Regions from separate parts of the Canis lupus genome. Here region 1 is linked to region 2. Evidence: chromatin contacts called from public Hi-C data. All regions are on one chromosome and are shown on one strand. The core of a region is the stretch at or near the end of the contact, and the rest is flanking DNA. Distances in the headings are between cores, read along the strand shown.

Region 1 (2,700 bases), core at 121-2,620, 210 kb after region 2:
ACAGACCCCGGCCCGAGGCGCGCCTCCCGGGCTTCGGCTGCCGAAACCCGGCCCCTCCGGCCCCGGCTCCAGAAGCCCAGCGGCGGCGGCCGCCACGGGGTAAGGTTACCGCCGCGCTCGGCTGCCGCGGGCGGCCTGCACCCCGCCACCTGCAGGGCCCGGCAGGCGCCGAGCTCCCCGCCGCCGCGCCCGCGCCCGCGCCCGCGCCCGCGCCCGCCCCCGCGCCCGCACAGGGCCGGCCCGGCCCGGCCCCGCCGCCGCCTGGAAGGCCCGGAGGCCGGCGGCCCCTCGCGACCCGCCGCGACCCCGCCGCCAGGCCCCCACCCGGCTCCCCGACGTCCTGCGGCGTCAGCGCCGCCCCCGCAGCCGCTCACCCGGGCCGGGACAGGCTTGCGTCGGAGACCGCGCAGCGCGAGGCGGCCGGGGAGGTGGCCGGAGGGAGAGGAGGGGGAGCGCGCCCAGCACCGCTTCGGCCGCCTCCACCCGCCGAGGACGGGAAGAGGAGAGCACAACAGCCCGCGCCTCGCGCCCGCCGCCGCCGCCGCCGCCGCCGCGCGCGCCCGCCGCCGCCTCAGCCTCGGGGGAGGCCACTACGCTCGTGCCCGCGCACGCCGCGCAGCGCTCCCAGGCGCCCCAGCGCCCGCCCGCCCGCCGCCCACTCGCCTTCCTGCTGCGGCCGCCTCCCCCGCCCCGCCCCTGCTCGCACGCCGCCGCCCTTTCCGGTCGCACGGGCCAATGGCAGCGCGCCCCTGTTACATAAGCGTCGGGGGGCGGGGCCTGGCGGCGCCGGCGGCCCCTGCGCGACGGGAACTGCGGGGGACGTCGCCCCGTGTCCCCGGCGCCCCGCCCCGGCCGCGTGCTCTCTGGGCGGCTTCTGCCGGCGCGGGAGCCGCGTGATGCCGGTCCTGCTGGGTGACGGCCCGCGGCGTGTTTCGCAAGTCGCTCGCCAGCTCCCTCGGTGGGGCGGCGGCCGGGCCTCGGGCCCCGCGTCCCTTCTCACCCGCCTCCCGCCCCGCCGGCGCCTGCAGTGCCGCGGCCCGGGGACCGGCCCCGAGAGCTGCGCGGGCGCCGGAGACCGTGGGGCCCGGGGCGCCCGCCGCCCCCGCCGCGCCCGCCGCCCCCGCCGCCCCCGCCGCGCCCGCCGCCCCCGCCGCCCCCGCCGCCCCCGCCGCGGCCGCGCAGCCTTTGTTCTTTCGCGCACCGGCCCGCAGCCTGGTTCCCACGGAAACCACGGTTATTTTTACCAGTCTGGGGGGTTAGGGAGTTGAGGATTCCAGCCGCACTGCCTCGGCGCCGCTGGCTGGGTCCCCGGCCGGCTCCGCCATCTACTACCAATGCGCAGAGTTGCTAGTACTGGGGGAAATGGCTAAGTTGAATTTGGTTGTTGTTTGCGTCTTGATTTACAGGCCACGACCTCAACCTCCAGTACCTGATTAAGAACTATTGCGGTTGTGATCTGCTGATCATCTGGAAATGGCATTTTAGACTTTGGCTTTACGCCGCCTCTCCCCCGCCCCGCCCCCCACCGCGCGCGTTGGTTTCTAATTAGATTTATTAGTAACGAGGAAAAGGGAAGCCTTTGTGTTTGGCGTCCTCACCTTGCCCATAGCGTCCACGCTCCACTCGCCTGTCAGTACCCAGGAGAAGCGAGTTTAATATAAACTCGGGGGAGTGGGATACAGTCGTGACAGAATGGTTCAAAATAAGCGGGAAGGAGCTAGCAGCTCGTCGCATTTGGGTAGCATACAATGATCTGGTTGATAAGTCCTTCCTTATCCTCATTTCAGCCTCTCTCATCTTTACTTTCATATCTCTCCCCGTTTTATCATTTTTATTTTTTTAAACACTCTTTTTTGATATTTTATTTATTTATTCATAGACACAGGGAGAGAGGGGGCAGAGACACAGGCAGGGAGAAGCAGGCTCCACGCAGGGAGCCCGACGTGGGACTCGATCCGGGGTCTCCAGGATCACATCCCAGGCTGCAGGCGGCACCAAACCGCTGCGCCACCGGGCCTGCCCCTCTCCTGGTTTTAAATTGACGTTCTTAAATCTTACCGATACCTCTCCAATATTGAGCTGCAAGCTCATTTTCATCACCATATGCTCAGTGCCTAGCAGTGTGCTAAACATGGTAGGCACTGATTAAATGGATGTTGGCCAAATGAACTGGAGGTATCTAAAGAAAGCAAAACTTTGGACATAGCATGAAGCTCTAGCTTAGTCAGTAGTCACCACAACCATAATGACTGTGTTAACCTGGCTAACAGGAGGGGGATGAGGTACTCAGAGAACCTAAAGACAGGAAATCCAAAGAGCTGCGTTTGTCTAGCCATGAATCAGAGTGGGCAGTGGAAAGGGACAGAGAAATTTGGCAGGCTGAAATAAGTCTTACCTGGAGAGGGGATTTTTGCTGTGAGGCGATATTACTATGCCACTTGTTACCGATGCCTAGACGAAATATCCATTTAAGCTAGTGTTTCTTAAAATTCTGCATTATACCACCTTTTAGGTATGGTAAAAGCTAAGGACTTTGCCCCCAGAAAGTTCGTATACATAGAAATTTATCTCCATTGGTAGAGTTTCTCAACCTTGGCACCACTGACACTTTGGGCTAGATAATTTGTTGCTCTGGGGGGCCTGTCCTAGGGATTGTAGGATGTTTGGCAATACCCCTGCTCTGTAACCTTTTGATGCCAA
Region 2 (2,833 bases), core at 57-2,556:
CTGGGGATCTCGCGTGTGGGTGCCCCTTCCACCCCCGGGGACGAGGACCGGGAGCCGGCGCTACCCGGGCCAAGGCGTCGATCCGGAAGCAAGTAGCCCGAGGCAGCCCGAGGAGCCCGAGCCGCCTGCCCGAACCCAGCGGAAAAGAAGCCGCCGCCCGTCTCCGCCTGAGGAGACTCCGCCTCAGCCCAGCGCCGCTACCGCCGGGCGAGCGGGGCTGAGGGGCTGCGCGGCGGGGACGGCCCCCACGCTTTCAGGAGGCAGGTCCGGGAAGGGAAGAAGCGGGACGGGGCGGCGGCGGCCCGGTCTCGTACCTGTGTCCGGAGTGGGTGGCGGCGGACGGACGGGCGCTCAGCAGTCTCTGGGCGGCAGCGGCGAGGCTGAGACTCTGTCCGCGGATCTGGCTGCTCACAGGCTACAGCGGCTCCGCAGACACGGGGTTTCCTCCAATCACCAGCCCCGACAGCAGGGGCACCACACGCACGATGACGTCAAACGCTGCTATGGCAACCGTTGATTGGTGCCCACAGCTCCGGGGGCCCAGTGCAACCGCCGCTCCCTGGCGCGCGCGTCCTGCCCGCCCGCGCTAGAGGGCGAGCGGGGGAGCGCGCCGCCTCTCCTGCTACCAACGCTCCTCCCCGCCGCGCTCAGCTTCCAGCTTCTCTGCTCTTGGGCGAGGGAGCCCGGCCGGGAAGCTCCTTCCTTTCTTTTCCCTCCTCTCCACCACTACCTTCCTACCTCCCCTTCTCGAATCCCCCCAACCTCCACGGGCTCGCTCTTCCTCTACACCAGCAAGGAGATTCCTCCCCACCCCCACCTTAGCTTTCGTGCGGCCCTTCTGCGCCTGCGCCAGTCACTCCCTCTCGAAGGGGCTCGGGTTCGGCAACATCCGGGACCTTTCACACCCCCCACCCCTCCCCGCGCCCAGGCCCGCCCCGCCCTCCGTGCTTCGCGGGGGTAACTGCCTCCCGGGCCGGCCCGGGGCTGGGTTACGCGGGTGGCTCCGCAGCTCCGGCATTGTGATCCGGATGTGGGGGTGGCGGGGGAGGGCGCGGTCCGGCGGCCGGGAGGGGCGGTGTGGCGCGCTTCCCCCGCGCCCCGCAGCCCGCCGCGCCCCGTCGCCAGGCGGGGCCGACCTGAGCGCGCGGCCCCTCCCTGCCTCGCCGCCGCGGCTTTACCTGCTGGCGCGCCGAGAGCGGCCTTAGACCTTTTAAGGCTCGGGACAGAAAGTGAGGAGTCCGGCCCCGCAGGATGGGTTGAGTGACGGGAAAGGTTTCCAATCCGAGACTCGGGATCCGTGCGCAGTGACAGCTGCGGGGGGACAATGGCGGCGCGAGGTGGGGCGGGTGGGGCGGGGCTGGCGGGAGGTGAGGCCTGGGAGGAGAGGCCGCCGCTTGGAGAAAGCCTGCAGCTCCTGCGGGGAAGCGGCTCCCTTCTCGGGTGGAGGGTTCGGGTGATCGTGGAGGCCTCAGCGCGAAGAGAGGCAGCGAGCAGAGGTCGGACGGTACCGACTCGTTTCTTGGAGACTCGATGGTCTCTATCCAAATAAAGCGTCCGCTTGAAGACATCGTGTTGCAGTGATTTAAACACAGATTATTGCCGGGTTTCTCCTGAAGCAGGGTGTGAGGGACGTGGTAGTTCCCAGCGCCCCGGGTAACTCGGCGGGCAGTGGAAGAGGGCTGCAGGCAGGGCCAGGAGCAGGGACCTGGAGCCGAGAAGAGGGGGAAAGAGGAGAGCGGATATTGCAGGTGCCATACCAACGGGCCAACCCAAACCGGCAGAGCCTCCACCCAGTCAACTTAAGGAAGTTCAAAGGGAGACATGCACAGTGTAAAATGCCTCTGCCTCTCCTCCCTTTAAATGTTGGAGCTAAGATGTGCTTGGATGACCTGCAAAACCAGTTGCAAATCTCACCTAGAGTGTATAGTTAGCAATGAGAGCTCAGAACTCTGCCTACTATCCTTGGCAAACTCCATTTGGTCTTACTGATTTTTCCAACATACCCTTTTAAAAAATCCTTTCATCCTAATAAGTGTACTCTTTAATGCCCATCCTTTTATTTCCGCCGTCTCCCATCTACCTCCCCCATCGTAACTATCAGTTTGTTGTTCTCGGTAGTCAAAAGTGGGTTTCTTGGTTGGTCTCTTCCCCCCCCCCCCCCCCAACATATCTTTATTGAGCATCTAGTAGGGGGCCTGCCGTAAGGCACAACTGACAAAGAAGACTCACAAAACAGTTCAGCCTCAAGTTGTGCAGAGGATTGAATTTATCACCAGCAGACACATAAAATCTTTCCTCACTCTTCCAGCTCCTTGTCTGTTCTGTATGTTGTTGGACACACTGTTTCTGCCACAGACCATTTTACAAATTAGTTTTGCCTGAGGTTCCAGCTGGCATTTAGATAGTAAAGTATAAACCCAGAAGAGAGTTTTCCAGTGGCCAGTTCAGTTCAGGGTGTTTTATTTTCTCCCAATTTTCTGCATCAGAGCAGATTCATACTAGACTTAATGGATGAACAAATTGATCAGGGTTATTTTTTCTGAGACATTAGAGTCATGGTACTTTGACTCCCAAGTAAATTTTTTCAGAGAGTGACTCACTTAAAATAATATTTCAACACCCTCCCCTTTTAAAATTTGTCTTTGGTTTTCTGCTAGACGCGGCACCAGAAATTTGACAGAAATTAGGGGTGCCTGGCTGGCTCAGTCTGAAGAGCACATAACTCTTGATCTCCAGGTAATGAGTTCAAGCCCCATGTGGGGTACAGTGATTACTTAAATAAATAAAACTTTTTTTAAAAAAGATATTAAAAAATAATAAAATAAAAAAATAA

The links. A called contact is a pair of places that touch in the nucleus more often than the background predicts.
Region 1: a Hi-C map of blood shows a contact between it and region 2, with 4 times the contacts expected there. The contact joins the promoter of ZNF706 here to the promoter of YWHAZ in region 2. A contact is called at or near these places in 3 of 9 Hi-C or Micro-C datasets (amygdala and blood).

Annotation. Positions count from the first base shown.
Region 1 is chr13:3,107,323-3,110,022 of UU_Cfam_GSD_1.0, forward strand. ZNF706 (zinc finger protein 706) reads right to left here and starts at 1,371. Exons shown (of 4, transcript XM_038555218.1): 1 at 1,245-1,371. The region is part of intron 1 of LOC119864266 (a long non-coding RNA gene); the gene reads left to right.
Region 2 is chr13:2,893,251-2,896,083 of UU_Cfam_GSD_1.0, forward strand. It overlaps YWHAZ (14-3-3 protein zeta/delta), which reads right to left and starts at 1,307. Exons shown (of 7, transcript XM_038555215.1): 1 at 1,179-1,307; 2 at 315-498. LOC111098493 (a long non-coding RNA gene) reads left to right here and starts at 1,344. Exons shown (of 3, transcript XR_005368440.1): 1 at 1,344-2,736.